Regions from separate parts of the Sus scrofa genome. Here region 1 is linked to region 2. Evidence: chromatin contacts called from public Hi-C data. All regions are on one chromosome and are shown on one strand. The core of a region is the stretch at or near the end of the contact, and the rest is flanking DNA. Distances in the headings are between cores, read along the strand shown. Region 1 holds the start of MEMO1 (mediator of cell motility 1). Region 2 holds the start of SLC30A6 (solute carrier family 30 (zinc transporter), member 6).

What was found. A called contact is a pair of places that touch in the nucleus more often than the background predicts.
Region 1: a contact with region 2 is called in a Hi-C map of skeletal muscle, with 6 times the contacts expected there. The contact joins the promoter of MEMO1 here to the promoter of SLC30A6 in region 2. A contact is called at or near these places in 3 of 47 Hi-C or Micro-C datasets (epiblast stem cells, heart right ventricle and skeletal muscle) and 1 of 2 datasets of contacts at active chromatin or transcription factors (alveolar macrophages).

What each region holds. Positions count from the first base shown.
Region 1 is chr3:107,540,316-107,544,501 of Sscrofa11.1, forward strand. MEMO1 (mediator of cell motility 1) reads left to right here and starts at 2,161. Exons shown (of 9, transcript NM_001244877.1): 1 at 2,161-2,610. The coding sequence starts at 2,550.
Region 2 is chr3:107,424,248-107,428,519 of Sscrofa11.1, forward strand. It overlaps SLC30A6 (solute carrier family 30 (zinc transporter), member 6), which reads right to left and starts at 2,055. Exons shown (of 14, transcript NM_001137623.1): 1 at 2,045-2,055. The coding sequence starts at 2,047.

The DNA.
Region 1 (4,186 bases), core at 911-3,410, 120 kb after region 2:
AAGGTTAAGTGGCTAGATATTAGTTCATGAGTGACAGAGCTATCAAGTCTGTACACCATATCAATTTCCTTTTCTTGACAGTTACAATGAAAAGTTTATCATTTCAGCAGTTATCAGTGAGTTTTGGTGCTCCAGGAAGAGTACCGGGGAAATAGCTTCAGCTCTTCTTTTTCTCTAATCCCTAAATTGACTGTTTGCCCTGTGTGTGTGTGTGTGTGTGTGTGTGTAGCATAATATCCTAATATTTGGGCAGATTAGTGGTGAAGTGAAAGGGTCAAAAAGTGAATAAAGAGTTCCCTGATGACTCAGCGGGTTTCAGAGCCTGAGTTATCACCCCTGTGGGTCTGGTTGTTGCTGTGGCACAGGTTCAATCCCTGGCCCGGGAACTGCATGCCTCCAGCAAGGCCAGAAAAAAAAAAAAAAAAAAAAAAAAAAAGAACTATATAGATTGGAGATTTTTTCTTTTTAGCTTAAAAACAGTGTATAAAAAAGGTGTGAAAATCAGAAGTTCCACTGTTGACCAGGTTTTAGGACTGGCATCTTACACAAGATCCTTAGGCCTTAAAGTCGAAAAAGGTGGCAGGAGGGGTAGAAACAGGATACTACCTTAAAATAAAAAAGAAACAAAAACAAACTATTATTATGACACTAGGAAAATTTGAAAATTAAGCAGTCAGTTGTTTGCTTTGGACTCTGCTGGGGAATCTGTTTAATATGAAATTCAGATATAACAATTTTAAGGTTTAACCCCAAGTCTTTCATTGAGGGTATGAAACTTTCTTACTCTCTTCCTAGTTTTGTAAGTATTTCATAACAACATTTCCTCGGAGGTCAAAGGTATTCTACTTAGTTGTGATTCTTGTATAATTTTAAAGTCATTCTTTGTTCCTGATACTTAGGTGGAATATTGGGATTTAAAAGACAATGGAAGGTTAGGGAGTTCCCCTCGTGGCTCAGTGGTTAATGAATCCGACTAGGAACCATGAGGTTGTGGGTTCAATCCCTGGCCTCGCTCAGTGGGTTAAGGATCCAGCGTTGCTGTGAGTTGTGATGTAGGTCGCAGATGTGGCTGGGATCCTCCGTTGCTGTGGCTGTGGTGTAGGCCGTCGGCTACAGCTCCAGATAGACCCCTAGCCTGGGAACCTCCATACGCCGAGTGTGCGGCCATAGAAAAGACCAAAAGAAAAAAACAAACAAACAACAAAAAAGATAACGGGGGGTTGGAAATAATGTTTGTTGTATGACTACTCTATCAGACCCTTTACATTTATTGATTTTTATCCTGGGGACGCACCTTGAGTAGTGTTATGCCTATTTTAGAGATGAGAATAACTGAGGGCTGTTATATCACACTGCAGTCGTTACAGAGTTGAGACATGCAGTTACATAAATATAACTTGAAACAAGATAACCGTTTACGGTGTCAAAGCCATGGTTAGGTGGTAAAAGTGGCTCTCTGAAGCAAAAACTAGTATTTGCAGGATCACAGGCACACTACCATGCTCCTGCTTCTACAAATGCACTTCCCAACGTGGCCGCAGACACGCATGCCAAGGAGTGAAACCTTGCGGGGTAAGTATCCACTAAGGACTCCTGTTATGGTGGGGAAACCGGGGCGACTTTCCGCGTGGAGAGCTGCCTCTGCGTGTCCTCTGTGCTCTTCGTTTAAGGAAGTTGGCTGGGGGAGGGGGCTTGCCCTGCGGCTGCGTCCTGCTCCGCACGCCCTCCCCCTCCCAGCCTCTGCTGCCACTAAACCCCGGAGAGCGGAGCGTGCACGTTGAGAATCCTCGGCAGGCCTGGCCGCGGCTGCTGGGCATGCTCAGTGGGCAGGACTCGTTAGAGTGGCGAGTAAGGAAGCGTTGGCTCTTCTCCGGGTCTGCCTTCCCCGGTTCAGGCCCCGGCCCTGGGCTTTTGTGTGCGCGGAGCTGCAGCCGCCGCTGCCTCCTCGCGGGGCCGCCCGACCCCAGATGCCGTCTGGCCTGTCCGGTGTACGTCGTTAACCTCGCCGCGCGGCCGGAGGAGGAGCGGGGCGGGGCCGGCGGGCCCGCGGCCGGGCGGGCAGGAGGGCCCCGCTGGGGTAGGGGTGGGTGCGGGGAGTCCCGCGGGGGTGGGGGGAGGGGGCGGGCGCGGAGTCACGGGGGTGGGGTCACCGGCGTTGGCTCCGGGAGGCCGACCCGGAGGGGAGGGGGCCGTGGGGGCGGCTCGGCGGAACCTGCCCCGGCTGGGGAGCAGCGGCGACTCCGGGGGCCGGGGCCAGGGCTTTCCCGGCTTCGGTAAAGCCGCCGCGGGCCTCATCTTCCGGCGGTCGCCCGAGTTTGTGGTGATTGTTGCCGCCGCCGCCACCGCCCCGGCTGCCATCTCCTCCTCCTCCCGGCCGCCGCCTCCTCCTCTTCCTCCTCCTCCTGGGCCGGGCTGATCCCCTCCCCGCTGCCGCCTCCTCCTGGGCTGGGCCCGCGGTGTCTCGTCCCCTTGCGGAGCCGCTCCTGCCGCCGCCGCCGCCGCCGCCTCCTCATTCATCCTCGTGCACCATAGGCGGCACAGGCACCAAGATGTCCAACCGAGTGGTCTGCCGGGAAGCCAGTCACGCCGGGAGCTGGTACACAGCCTCAGGTAGGGCCCCAGGCCGGCCGGCCCGCCCGCCGCCGCTGCCGCCTGGCCCCGCGCCCGGCCGGCCGAGGTCGGCGGCTCGGCCCCGCGCGGCAGCGGGAGGGACCAGGGCGCGGACGGCCGCCGGCCGCGGACCGCGTGGGGAGGGAGCGGGCCGGAGGCGGGCCTCGCCGCCTCCCCCACCCGGGCGGCATCCCGCGGGGCAGCTCCGGGTCGGCCGGCCTCACGCTCTGCCCCGAGTTGGGCGAGAGGGGAGAGTTGCCGCCTGGGCAGCCTGCCCCCTCCCTCGGGACCAGGCTCGAGGAAAGAATGTGCTCCTGGTCCGAGCCTACTTATCGCCTCCCCCGGCTCTTGGGAAGCGGGCGGCGGGCCGCAGCCACCCCCGGCAGGACGGTTTGCACGGGGCCGAGCGACCCTCCGCCCTCCGGCCGCGGGAGGGACGCTCCTTCCTCTTCTCCCCTCTTCTTTCCTCTCCTCTCCGCCGGCGCTCCGAGCGTTGCCCGCGACCGGGGAGTTCTCAGGCTCCCGGGGCGCACGCCCGCTTCTGCCGGCCGGTGTCTGGCCAGGCGGTCTTGGCAGTTTAAAAGAGAGGCCGCATTTCCCCCTCAGCGTTCAGGTGCTCAGCCGGCTGGAGAAGAGCGAAGGGTAGTACTCGTTGGCGTTGCCAGACCAGAGGCAAGGTCTTGGCATGTGGGATCTGCGAGCAGAGGCCCTTTTCTGGGATTTGCAGCTCTGTCTGTTGGGGGTAGGGTAGAAGTATTACTAAGCAGAGGCTTGGGGTGGCCTCCCAGCTCTTTTGTCAGTGTTTTCATTGTTACTGTCATTCACGAAAGGGGCAGCTGGAGATGGCATCAGCACTTTTCCTGAGCAGCCTCTCCAGTCTCTAGTCGCTCAACACCGAGTAGGTGCTGGCACTACCTAATAACGCGTTGGGTCAGGTTTTGAGAGAGTTTATAGTCTTCTGTCGACACTGTCCAAAAACATTTTAGGGATCTTTATGTAAGAGAGAGTAGGGACTTTCCCTTTAATAAAGCTCTTGTTAGAACGACTGTTTTCTGGGGTTATTTTCAGGAGTCACATTTATGGTAAGTTGACAAAGTTGCACTGTGATTCCTGAGTTTTCAGTCATTTGCAGTTGGCCTGTCAATAACTAGACCCAGTTCTTTAATGCGGATGGGATCATGCTTCCTTTTGCAGTTAGCTGGGTTGGATAGTGACATGTTTTGTGAGAAAACAAAGATTTGGAGGAAAATTCATTTCTCTGAGGTTGCTAAACTCATTAAATACAAACACTTTACTGACTCACTGAATATTTGCTGTGTTAAGAAGATACAAAGAATTATGATGATATAGACTTGCAAGCTTAACAGGTAGCTATAGTTGTGCATTAAGCAGATGACTTTTAATAGTTACAGTGGCTTCCCTCATGGTCCTAAAGTACTTCATAAACATTTGATCAGTTCTCACAACCTTAGAATGTCAGTTAAGTTTTTCTTTTTCTGCTTATGGGGATGCTCCCAAGACTCTGTACAAACCAGTGAGTGGCTGAAGCGTGATGGAAGTCAGTGGCTCCTGGGTT
Region 2 (4,272 bases), core at 805-3,304:
CTGGTTCACCTCCCACATGAGGCCTTACTATATTATTCCAAATGATAGGCTTGTTTTTTTTAATGCCACTTCTTTTGGAATTAATCATAGGATAGTCTTCATCTTGTCCTCTTACACGGTAAGTTAATTTTTTAGTAACTTCACTAACAACAAGGGCTATATATGTTCTGATAGCAGTATACTTTCACATAGCATGTTAATGAATAATACATAAGGGGTGACTCAAAATCTTTCTTACTCAAAACTTTAAAAATAAAACTTAAATGCTATTTCCTTTATTACAAATGTTTCATGCTTAAAAATTTAGTGCCATGGTTACTTATTTAGTGTTTTATAAAACAGATATTTATTGAAAACTTCCTCTGGGCCAGGCACTGTATGAAAGGTTCTGGGAACATTAGGCTGAATATATAGGTCTTGCTCTCAAAGAACTTATAGCCTAGGACATGAGAAAGACAAGCAAATACACTTTTTTTTTTTGGCTGCACCCACAGCATATGGAAGTTCCCAGGCCAGGGATCAAACCCACACCACAGCAGTGGATCTGAGCTGCTGTAGTGACAACACCCAATCCTTAACCCGCTGCACCACAAGAGAACCCCTAAATACACAATTTTAACATAGCCTAGTAAGGGCTACAGATGTTATTGGTAAAAAGCATCCTCACAGTAGCATAACATCCTATGCTTAATATCATAATATCCTATGATATTAAGATATGGCAGAAAGTCTAATGAAAGAGACTAAAAGACATTTAAGGGTTGTACTGATAAGCATGGGGGATAGGAGATGGAGAACAATTCTGTAAGACAGAAGAGCATATATTAATTTGGTGCAAAGGTCTAATTCTTAGAGTACAATCTGCAAGCTGTTCCTTGTAGCTGGAATATGGATATATGTATGTATGTATAAAAAGAGGCTGTAAGTTAAGCTAAACTACAGATGTCTTTGCTTGCCACACTAAACAGGGCTAAAGAAAAAAAAAGAAGGAAAAAAATGGAAGGATTTTAAGCAAGGGAGTGGCACAGTCAAACTTTAAAAACTTAACTCTGGCTATACAGGGTTATGAAGGAGAACACAGCTAGGGGCTATTTGGTTAGCCAAAAAAAGTAGACTTTTACCTACTTTCTGCATAAAAAAAAAAAGACTACAGAATATTTACAAAAGATTTTAAAAGTGGTTGAATAAAACATTTTTTCGACCGTGTCAACTCAAGCAAAAATATTTAAGAGAGTGACATTGCTTAGGCACAGAAAGGTGGTCCTCTTCTCATATACAGCTATCAGTAAGAGATCCCTGAATTTTTCTGATAAAATGGTGTGTACCTTTTTGGCACTGAAATCATAATCAACTGTTTATCTTTAGATAAAATTCAAAGAGCTATACACCTGATTTTTCAAGGCATAGAATGATTAATTCCAATAACAAAATTTGGATTAAACACCACGTCCCCCAAACCATAAAGTCTAGTGTATCTACAAATGCACAAAAAACTGCAATAAGAGGCACTGCCAACACCTTGACTTTAGCCAGTCTCTTTAACAGCCTTCTGAAAGCTGCTGCATATCCAGCTACCTGCCCTCAACAACTCCACGTTGGAGGGTGGGGCGACAACCTCATTAATCTACTCGTCACTGACTTTATTTACGCCAATGTTACCGTCACTGCTGTAAACATCACCAACACCGTCGTTGTTGCTGTGGACTTGTTTTTCAGATCTTTTGTTGGTCATATAGTCACTGACACCAGCAATGCCTTATATTTCTATATCAAGAATATCACAGCAGGGAGGAGTCATAAACTCGCCGAGAGATGAAAGGTCGACCTGGAGCGGGGATGCGGTCAAAGAAACCTGGTGTGGAAGCGAGAGGACATCAGGGCGTCCAAGGGACTCTCTCAGACCCCAGCCGCTGCTTCCGGGGAACCAAGCACAACAAAGACGACCTCTCCTCTGGCATCTGAGGCACTTCAAGGCCGCTTCAGGACCAGAGAGGATAAGAGGAATCACTTGTGACAGAAACCCTCATGCCCACGGCCAACTCACCATGATAAGGAGCCTCACAGCTCCCACCGGAAGACGCTCTAGGAGCGGGTTTTCCCCTGGAGCGGACGGGGTGGGGCCTCAGACGCGGATTGGCTGCGAGCGACGTGGGGGCGGAAGTGCGTGCACTGGCCTCCTGGTCCCGCGTACCCTTCCCGGCTGCCCCTGCGTTCTATAGAGCAGAAGGCGGAAGCTAGAGCGACGCTTCCGAGCCTTTCCAGGTTTGGGAGATGAATGAGTGCGTTAGTCCTTGTTGTGCAGCAAGTAAGGTTTGCTGCTGATGTTAGGAAAATTTCATTGAGTCCCGAAGCGCTTTTACCTATGTTGTGCTATTGAATTTTTTAATGCCTTGTGAAATAGACAATATTCTCATTTTTCAAGTGAGAAAACATTAAGAACTTGCCCGGAGACATACAGTTAGTTTACCATAGTAGCTGCATCTGAACTCAGATCGTCTAACTACAGAGTACTCTGTGGTGCTTCCGAAAATGCTACCTAAATTTTCTAAGATTTATTTTATAAAAAGGAAAATAAGGCACATTGAAATATAATTCATTTGGCAAAAATTGAATATGGAGCAGGTGTATCAGGAGCTCATCTCATAAAAACTATGTTCTAGTAAGAGGAGACAAAGTAGGGAGGAGGAAATTTTTTTTAAATACTGTAAAAATATAAGTAGTGCCATTTAGAAAATAGGGAGTTCCTGTTGTGGCTCATAGTGTGTTAAGAACCTGACTAGTATCCATGAGGACAAGGGTTCTGTCCCTGGCTTTGCTTAGTGGGTTAAGGGTCCAGCATTGCCATGAGCTTTGGTGTAGGTCCCAGATGTGGCCATATCCCACATGGTTGTGGCTGTGGCTGGCAATTCCAGGTCAGACTGGACCCCTAGCCTGGGAACTTCCATATGCCACTGGTGCGGGTTAAAAAAAAAAAAAAAAAGACCCTTGCTAGTGTTCATGAGGATTCAGGTTGGCTCCCTGGCCTCATTCAGTGGGTTAAGGCTCCAGCCTTGCTGCAAGTTTGCTGCGTAGGACAAAGATGCAGCTGGGATCTGGTGTGGGTGGCCGTAGGCCAGCAGCTGAAGCTGAGACTGGACCCCTAGCCCAGGAACTTCCATATCCTGGCAGGTGTAGCTTTAAAAGAAAAAGAAAATAGAGTAATGGTATAAAGAGTAACTGCATCTGTAATATAGTGTAGTAGTCAGAGGAAACTTATCTAAGAAGATTAAATTCGATTTCCAACTGACAAAAGTCTTTGTGAAGTGTTTTCCAGGCAGCATAAATAATCCAGATATCTAAGTAAAAGAAGCAGGGGTCTTTTAAGAGCTGAAAGAAGACAGTTTGTCTGGAGCTTTGTGCTTGAGAAGAAATGAAGAGAAGATCTAAATGATGGGCCAGATCAAGCAGGAATTTTTTTTCTGTTGTGGCCGCCCCGCAGCACGTGGAGTTAGTTCCCTGGCCAGGGATCACATCCCAAATGCAGTCCCAACTAAACTGCAGCTGCACCAACACCAGATCCTTAACCCACTGTGCCCAGCTGGGAATCAAACCTTCGTTCCAGTGCTCCCAAGATGCCACCAATCCCATTGCACCTCAACAGGAACTCCAGGAATTTCTTTTTTATTTTTTTATTTTATTTATTTATTTATTTATTTATTTTGTCTTTTTAGGGCCACACCCAGGGCATATGGAAGTTCCCAATAGGGGTTGAATCAGAGCTACAGCTGCCAGCCTAAGCCACAACCACAGCAATGACCTACACCACACCTTACGGCGACACCAGATTCTTTACCCATTGATGGAGGCCAGGGATTGAACCACTGTTCTCATGGATACTAGTCAGGTTTGTTATCACCAGCCACAACAGAAACTCCAGGAATTTCTAATTAGGCGTAAAGAGCTTGGCTGTTTTTAGTAAGTGAGACAGGAAGCCAGGGGAGGGTTTTAACAAGGGAGTGACTTTTTACATTTTTTAAAGGTCACTGTGGCTGTGGTATGGAGAATGAATTGTAGATGGAAGATAATAGCTAACATTTATTAAGCACTTATGGGGTAGACACTGTTACTAAGAGCTTATAATGTATCAGCTCATTTAATTCTCTTAACAACCCTTTGATACAAATACTATTATTCGCCCTGCTTGGAAAATTGTGTGCCAAGACCATACACCTAGGCAAGGGCAGAGCTGGAATTCTGTACTGCGCAGCCTAGTTTTAAAGCCTTACCAGTTAC